Linked DNA regions of Triticum aestivum: region 1 is linked to region 2. Evidence: chromatin contacts called from public Hi-C data. All regions are on one chromosome and are shown on one strand. The core of a region is the stretch at or near the end of the contact, and the rest is flanking DNA. Distances in the headings are between cores, read along the strand shown.

Region 1 (4,644 bases), core at 549-3,048, 160 kb after region 2:
GCTGTTTACATTTTGAAGCATACAGGTCATTTAGAATGTGAACTACAACTACACAACAAGCTGTAGCTAACAACTGCATGCAATTTACTCAACATTATGATAGACAGCTATCTTCCCAAATTATAAGCAAAATGCAGGCACTAGAAGCAGACTCACCAGAGAATGCAGGATGGGTTGCTCCGTGAGTAACAGTAGAGACTTGAATGCTTTTTGGTAGGAGGCGATTGAAAAAGTAGCCTAAGAATTTTACAAAATACAATCAGTCATGTATCGTTCCGAGCAAGTCAGAAAGAGAAGACATAAAATTAGTAATACTGACCCACTCTTGCTAGCCGATTTACCCATCCAGGGGCTGGTTTTTTGGTTATGTTCTTACAGACATCATCTGTAAAATGGTTGCAGTTCTTTGAAATCAAATGATATGTATTCCCATTGTACTTTCCTGCAAGAGTTTGAATGAACGAGCGGAACTCTGCCCTAGACATCTCAGTTGTACCCATCCATACCGACCTTCTATAGACATAGCCAGGGCAACATTTTGGTTCAACCTCAAAAACCCCACTGGTTGAGAGATCATGGGCTCCAAAAGCATATTCCAAACCATGAACTGTAGATTTCAATTACAACAAAACAATGAGTTAAAGATCACACCTCTAGCACAGAAGAATCCACAAAATGCATGTCTGAAAAAAAGAAGAAGCTGCTACACATAAAAGCATCAGCCAATAACCCAACGTACAGTAAATATTTTGACATAACTAGCAACCTCAGTCCATAAAACGTAGACTGCTACCAATGAACATATCATTTATGACTGAGACTCTACCATTTTTATCAGCTGCAAACATTCAGTTATGATGCTAGCTCAATGTCAAAGCTAAAAAAACGCTAGGCGTTAATTGTGTGTTTTGCCACCGCCTTGCGTTTTTCTGAAACACACACTTAAGCGCAATTATGTGCACATTAAGCGCTAGGTGTTCTGTTATCGCCTAGAGCCTAGGCGCGCGTTTTTTTAACTATGCTCAATATCCAACTGTTCTTGGTACAAGAACATGACTGCAACACCAAACAAACTCTGTCGAAGGATTTGCCACCTACCCTGTCAATCAATAGATATAGATACACCCATACATCGTTATAATTCACCACCGTTCTCCAATTTTTAGTTTTCTCCTGCATCCTATAACTTCCTCATACAACTGAAAACTACTTTGCATTACTGGTCATCAGAAATTCAGACGACGATCAGTCCATCACCCCTCAAATCTGTAACCACCCACAACTTCTTCCTTTGTACCCTGTTATCCTGCCTCTTTCCAAGCAGTAACCTCCACGACCTACGGCAGCAAATATCACAGTATAACCCTTTACAAGCTCAACAAAGCAACTACCAATCTACGTACAGTACAGCGTCCCTGTAGGTAGTTAGAACCAAATCAAGCTCCAGCGAGTAGGAAGAGAGTCAAAACCTTCGATCCCGGAGTGGAAGATGCCGAGGCCGAACCAGTAGAGGTAGTCGTTTATGGGCGTCAGGTCGTACACGTTGAGGACCACCGCCGCGCCGGCGCCGGCGCCGCCGCCGCCGCCGTTCTGTGCCGCCATGCGAACCCCGCGGGCGCAGCAGATCCCTTCAGCGGCGCCGCATTAGCGTCCACCCGCCGGATCAGTGCCTGGGGAAACCCATGCGGAGCCGAATTTGGTCCGTATCGATTCGATTTTGCTTGGTTTTGGGCTCGGAGAGGGGAGGGGAAAGCGTAGTTAGCGTCGAGGATTATCTAGGAGAGTACTACCACGCCTCCTGTCTCTCTCGATGGTCTTAACCATTAAATTAAAATGGTTCCGTTACGCGCTGCAAACGCTGATGTGCGGTCGTAATGTGGGGCAATTGGAGTGTGGGTCCGCACTGTCATGGATACAGTTGGGTTGTTCTGTGGGTAGGGGAAGCTGCAGTCTTGCTCGGTGATGGAGAGAGCTGTCTGATTGTAGTGGGGAGTCACGACTCATGATGGCCCGCAAAGGCGCGCCCACGGGACGGGCGGGCTACGTCGGGCTCGTGGGTCCCAGCGGGAAGAGGAAGGATGGCTTTGACTCTTCTGGGAAGAGAAGGCTGGCCGCTCCTCGTCCGACACCGTTACCAGCAAGCCAGCGAAGCTGGTTCCACCTCGGACTTGGAGTCTCCGGCGTTCTCCCATGGTGCATCCAACTATGATGCACTTTCTAAGGCTAGTGGGAGCATCTCTAGCAGACTCCCATAAACGTAAAAACTGTATATAAGACCTGCTAAAACAAATTTATGATACCGCGAGGCATCCGACACAATAGACTCCGTAAACTTGTATCTTAAAAGTTTTTTTTCCTCCTCATGCTTCTTCCCCGAGACGCACACATGCACGAACTCGAACTTCGGCCGGCCAGAACGGCGCTGCTCCGGCCCGCTGCCTGCTCTGCCGATGCTTTGGCCGCCCGCCTTCTCCGGCGATGCTCCGGCCGGCCGCCGGTGAGCTCCTCCGCCTGCTCGCGCGCAACGTCGCAGGCCCCCTGCTCCGGCATTGACCGATTTTACAGGATCCTCAAAAACGGTTCGGATCCTCCATATATGATGGGTGAGAGCTCTAATATACGTTACGGGATATGCTATTTTACAGGATCTATTCAGTCCAACATTCTAACCGTACCGTAAATCTATAGGTTTGACTGCTTTTACGGGATCTTCTAGAGATGCTTTGAATGTCCTAATCCTTACAAGAGAGTCTATGTAATTGAATAGCTTTTCAACAGGATCTCTTAAGACGTATTCTTAGGGCTAAGCTTTATGCTGAATTTTTTAGCAAACGTCTCTGTCAGATTTGCTAACATATTCTCCTTCTTTCGAATCTTGATTACCACGTTGTTGACATAGACCTGTATGTTTCTTTTGATTTCTTTGTGGAAGCACTTATAAGTGCACAGTTGGTAAGTGGCGTCCGTGTTTTTGAAGCCGAAGGGCATAGAGGGGCGCCGAAAGGGGTGACGACGTCTTGAAATACCGCCACCATGACCAACACATCGACATGCTGGATGCTTTCTTGATCCCACCGACATGCGCGTTGAATGTTGCCCTTCACCGTGATGACTTCGCTAAGGTCTATCATCTTGAGCTCATGGTAGATCGTACCGGGACATTGCCATGAACTTGGCATAGCAAGGGCATCCTAGGAAGGAATGGAAGGAACCCAACAAATTGATGACCATGAAACACAGGGTCTCAGTCTTACAGGATCGGGAATGCTGGAAGTGATAGCTAGGTCGATCTGTCCCAGTGACATGGCATGTTTCCCAAGTATGATCCCATAGAAGGGCTCCGGTCGGCCTAAATCGAGAGCGAGGGATCTCCATCCTGTTCGGGTGTCAACATAGAGGATGTTGAAGCTGCTTCCCCTTTCCATCAACGCCTTGGTGAGCCGAACTCCAGTGATGAGGGGGTCGAGGGACAATGACAACTTGCTCGATAGGGGAACATGCCTCTGGTGATCGGCCGACCCAAAAGTGATTGGGACTCTGACTACTTTGGGAAGTGACGCGTGTCTGGTTTCCCCTACACAAACCTCACATGTCATGAGCTTTTTGTGGTGTCGGTCTTCATGGTTGCTCAAGCTGCCATGGATCAGGTAGCCACTAGATGGCCTCATCCACGCTTCCCTTGGAGGGACATCCGAGTCATCGTTGTCCCTGACTTGAATCTCCACGGGGGCGCCTCCAGTGGCGCACCTATGAAGAAGCGACATTCATTCGTGTTGTGTCAGTGCTGCGGGTCATGAAGGAAGCATACCTCAACTGAGACTTCTCTTTGAGGGGTGCCACTTCATAGGTTCGTGGCACCGTCGGTGTGCCTGGTGATCCTTGGCTCTTGGCTGAGGTGTTGAGCGGCCTGTCACTGAGTGGGCTCATCTCTCGAGATTCGCCATTGATGACGGGACGTGTGTCGAACCTGGCACATTGTCGAGTGGTTCATCACAGAGGTGCAACTAGCCGTAGTCGTCGGCGATGAAATACTTGCACCCCAAGCGGCCAACCTATCCCTTGGGGAAGGAGACATTGAGACCAGATCCCCTTGTCATATTGACGACGAGACACAAAGAGCCTTAGAAGAGGACGCCACTTGATGCAAAGACGCCAGACTTGAAAGTTGATGAAGCCATCTCGATCAGATCAACCAGATCCAACACATACACCCCTACCCGGCGCGCCAACTATCGTTGTTCTTAGACCGTCAGCACCGTCGAGTGACGAGAGATTTGTTCGGAGGGAGAGTGGTGAATCGAGATAGTAGCACACGCGACATGGAATTACTAAGGTCTGGGCCCTCCCCGAAGAGGAAACACCCTACTCATGCTATGGTGGTTGTATTGCTCGAGTGCAGTCGACGATCGGGAAGATCGCTAGAGAGAGGTTTTCTTGGACTACAAGTTCCTGGCCTCCGTCGTGGCTGAGGAAGAAGGGGGTAGGTGGAAACCCTATCACTGGCTCTAGAATGTGTTAGATCCTTCTGGAAGGGCCCTAGATCGCCTTACATACTTGGTCGAGCTAGTGTTACATGGCTCGGGCCAGACTAGAGGTTGGTTCATTCCGTTCAGCTGAGCTGGACCATGTCGTGTGCTGATGAAG
Region 2 (4,586 bases), core at 948-3,447:
AGGACGCCAGAAAAATCCCTGTAAACAAATTGCCATCAAATAACCAATGCCTAATGCTAAGAAGAAACCGAATATATAGGCCATCTGGTAAACCGAAGCCACAAGCAAGCCTTACCTGATGTCTTTTAGAATCATCAATGGCTTCTTACGGAATTCTTGGACAGACTGTGACTGCAACATTAACAGAAAACCTTTATATCATTGATGCATCGAGTTTAATACTTAATATACAGAAGCACATTTTATGGGGGACTTGTGACAAGAAAGTTGTCATGGACCAACCTGAACTAGACTTATAATAGCCATTACTGTAACACGAAGCCACGGTAAATCAACCGACTCCAATGCATCATGCTGTGCAGCCCTTGCAACAAAGATAATTAAGTCTTGAACAAGTTTTGGTGCCAGTGTTGCTCGTGTTGCCAGTACTCCAACAATCATCAGAGCGCCAGCCTGGTTATAAAAGAACCCATCACAATGATATAGCTTAAAGAGCATAAGGTGGATTTCAGAAAATATAAAAAATTAGTATGCAGACTTCATTTTTATTTAGCATTGTAATCGTAATGAATAGCTAAACAAACATTGAGATGTCAATTTTGCATAAATGGATAACATAAGTTACACATCTTTCAAGCCAACCTTATAATCTCGATCTGCCCCAATATCAGGATTAAGGGAGTCGAACACATATCCCACCACCCTCTGCACTATATTTGAATCAAGCTTGGGGATAGCTCCCAAGCACTCCACAATTACTGCAGTGCAAAAGCACACCACTGTCCTTGAATGAAGGAAACCCTTTTTTGGTGCCGCCTGGTAATGGATAAAAACATCAAGCACAAACCTTCAAAAGCAATGGATAATCCTACTACAACAAAAAATAAGGCAGCCCAACTTACATAGTTGGAAAAGGTCTCCAGCAAAGAAGTATCACGGATGCACTGCTGTACTAGAACACTCCTGGGCGGGGGTGCACCCGAGGATTTCACACCATCAAGAAAGGTCCACTTACTATTCCTGAACGCACAAAATCAACCAAGCACTGAGTGAATTGAAAAGATGAAGGGAACAAACCAAGCATAAACCAGGACCTCTGACACTCACCCTAAGTTGACCAACTGCACAATCCGAACAAACGCATGTGTATCATGGTACGGCAATGCACACAGCAGCAACTCATCCACGTTGTAGACATGCACCCTGCATGAACATTTCCGTCAGATACAGAAGAACGGGCTAGAGCTCGCGGGGAGGGATGAATTGTAGCTAAAGGTTGGTACATACAGGTATCGGCGGATAAGGTACTCGAGCGTCTTGAGGGCAGCTGGAAGCTGCAGATAGCCAGCTAGAAGGCGGAGGTAGGAGGAGATGGACTTGTTTAGCTTGTCATTTTCCTTTTGAGTTTGCTGCTCACGGTTGACCTCAAGGCTAGTCTGGCTGAATAGCGTGCTACTGTACCTCGCAAACCTCTCGTCCACACCAGTAAGATGCTCCAAACCTACATATCACAATTCGAGTCAATTACTGCAAGGGAACATAAACGTGTGTGCAAGTCCTCCATATGCGAAACTAGCGTAGCTTGATGTGAAAGTTAGAAGAATTCTGAAAATTTTCAGGAGTAGCTCTGATGTACATAGTGCAGTGCAGTGTACTCTATCAGCTGACGAATCACGGATAAATTCCTAGGGGCTAGGGTGACCATGGGGCAATTATTTGGAATAACCAAGGAGCCTAACGACCATATCGAAAAATGGTTGGTAATACGCGCTTGAACTAGCGAACAAATATACCAAGGTAGTGTTGTTCAAGTGAACAGGGAGCTACGGAAACATGATGTCAAAGGAACAGTATGCTTAGATCGATAGAGGTGTTCGTCGGGTGAGGGGTGGGCACCAGAGAGGGCGATGGGGAGGATGGCGCGGAGGTCGATGTCGGCGGCCTCCTTGGCGTCGAAGAGCACGGACGGCCGGGTGATGGGCCGGCGAGTCGACTCCGGCGTGGAGCCGAGGGCCGACTTGATGGCCTGCAGCTGCGACGCGATCGAAGCCATCGCCTGCGGTATGGGGGTGGCGTCGCGGTCGCCGCCGCCGCCGCCGCCGCTAAACCCTAATAAAACCCTGCGCGGCGGGAGGGGAGAGGAGAGGAGAGGCGGCGCCGAGCAGGTTGGGGAGGGAGGGATGTACGCAGCACTCAGCAACGAAGCGGTCGGTTTTGTGGTGGTGCGCAAAGCGAGAAGGTCATGGGCCGGGTCACGCCGTCACGGAGGAAGCCCATCTCAATGCCGTCCGCGAGGCCCGGTTAGCTTTATTTTTATTTTTTTGAGCAAAGGCAGCTGTTCCCGGCATTTTCTCAAAAAAAAAAACTGTTCCCACTTGGCCACTTCCCAGCATTTGCTCAAAAAAAAAACTGTTCCCAGCAGCGGGCAAAAAAATCTAATTAAATCGGTATGGCAAGCTGTTCCGGTTTTCTCAATGTCATGCTTTAAGTTGCCAAGGGTTCTGTGTGAAAAAAATGGATAAGCTTATTTGTCAGTTCTTCTGGGGAAACAGAGAGGGGTAGAGAAAACCACATTGGGTTTCTTGGAGATCTATGACTCAACCGAAGAAATGTGGCGGCTTGGGGTTTAGGGACCTCGAGCTCTTGAACTTAGCTTTGTTGGCTCAGCAATCATGGCGCCTTCTCACCGTGCTTGAATCTCTTTGTGCCCGGTTGCTCAAGGCCGTCTGCTGTCCAAGTGTTGACATTCTCAATGCCGACCTAGGGTCTCACCCATTTCAAGTGTGGAGGTCTATCTTGGAGGGTAGAGATGCACTCTTACATGGCTTCATTGGGCGCATCGGTGACGGCACAACCACGAGGGTATGAACGAAAAACTGGATCCTGAGAGACGCATCGATGAGACTAGTTGCTTGTCTGGCTAGCGATCCTCCTATATTTATCAGTGACCTGATTGACAACACTTCGGCTGTGTGGAGAGATAATAAGTTGCAACATATTTTCTCCCCTACAATGCTCAGGCGATAAAGAACACTCCCCTTTGCACAACTCCATTGACTGATTTCTGGGCATGGCAATTTGAAAAGAAAGCATAGTTTTCTGGTAGATCGACATACTGCATGTTGGTCAGTATAAGAAAATGTAGGGGTGATTTGTTGGGTCAGAGAGGAGCTACTTCTAGTGGCGTGGCATAAGAGAATAGTTGGAAATCTTTATGGAACACCCAGGCTCTCTGTAACTTCAGAGCCTTATTTTGGAGGATGGCAAAACACTCACTTCCGTCAAAGGATGTGTGTCACCATAGGAAGATGTGCGACACGGATATTTGCCAAATTTGTGGTGGTGCTGATTCTTGGAGGCATTCTTTGATAGACTGCACTGTTGTGTGATGTGTTTATGTGTTGGGCGACAAAGAATTGATTGGGCACATTTGTTGAGTCACATGAACCCAATGTGAAGCTTTGGCTCTTTAACATGATGGAATCGTTATGGCATGCGGACTTCGTGAAGATGACCGTGACCCTTTGGGCAGTGTGGACATCACGAAGAAAAGCAATGCATGAGGCCAGTTACCAAAGTCCGACGTCGACTCGCCTCTTCATAGAAAGATTCATCAGTGAGTTGGATAGCCCAAAAAGGATCACCAGTACCGCCATGCCGGGGAGACGCGCTCATGCAACACATCAAATGCTTGGAAGCCTCTTCCGAACGACCACACAAAGATTTATGTAGATGGTGGACTATTTCACGATGGTTGTGTGGGTGCAGCTGCGGCAGTGTGCAGAGATGAACAAGATAATTACCTCATATCTTCTGCGGTCATTCTACCAAGAGTGAATAATCCAACAAGCCTTGAAGCCATAGCATGTCCTGAGGCCTTGACACTAGCCGTTTATTTCTCTTTGAGTCATCTCGTGATTGTGTGCGATTGCAAACTAATTGTGGACGATATCAAAAAATGGCTAGGAGGCCCGCATGTCACAATTGTGAAGGAGATAGATATGAGGAGATCAAGTTTTGTTAGTTGTGATTTTATGTTCGAAGGCCGAGTTTCGAATCCGGAGGCACACAATCTTGTAAAATTTTATGTTTTGCTTCCTCGGGGTCGCCACTTGTGGCTTCTACATCCACATGACCCCTTTGTATCCGTATGAATTTTGTTTCAAATTAATAAAGTGCGAGGATCAAGGATGAAAAAAGCGGTAGGTATAAGCGAGGCGGTTGGCCTTCGTTGTGCTTAAGCGTCCTGGGCACGGTCTAGGCGATAATACAGTTTTTACTATCAGAGTGTGTATGAGGTTTATATGGATATCAAAATTAATTTAGGGCATAAATAAGTTAACTACCAACAAATACAATTGAAATATGATCCATTTGACATATCGATGCATACAATTCATTGCTTGCCCTGCTTAGGCTTACACTTAGGGCATCTTCAACGCCATGCACCAAAATAGATGCTAGGGTAGAATCCTGGTGTTATATGGGGCGCAGACGAAAAAACTGGCACCAAGCACTTACGCCTTGCCAGTTCAGTTAACACGCCCAATTAGTGTCCGCCCGTTAGAACTAAAGCGCTTAGGTAC

The links. Hi-C and Micro-C count contacts between places; a contact is called where the count stands out from the background.
Region 1: a contact with region 2 is called in a Hi-C map of leaf, with 4 times the contacts expected there. The contact joins the promoter of LOC123054257 here to the promoter of LOC123054255 in region 2. A contact is called at or near these places in 3 of 5 Hi-C or Micro-C datasets (leaf and root).

Annotation. Positions count from the first base shown.
Region 1 is chr2D:530,212,691-530,217,334 of IWGSC CS RefSeq v2.1, forward strand. LOC123054257 (deSI-like protein At4g17486) reads right to left here and starts at 1,799. Exons shown (of 4, transcript XM_044477987.1): 1 at 1,470-1,799; 2 at 320-607; 3 at 157-237. The coding sequence starts at 1,602.
Region 2 is chr2D:530,048,578-530,053,163 of IWGSC CS RefSeq v2.1, forward strand. LOC123054255 reads right to left here and starts at 2,198. Exons shown (of 38, transcript XM_044477985.1): 1 at 1,897-2,198; 2 at 1,288-1,501; 3 at 1,108-1,203; 4 at 903-1,020; 5 at 643-816; 6 at 283-453; 7 at 116-171; 8 at 1-18. The coding sequence starts at 2,053.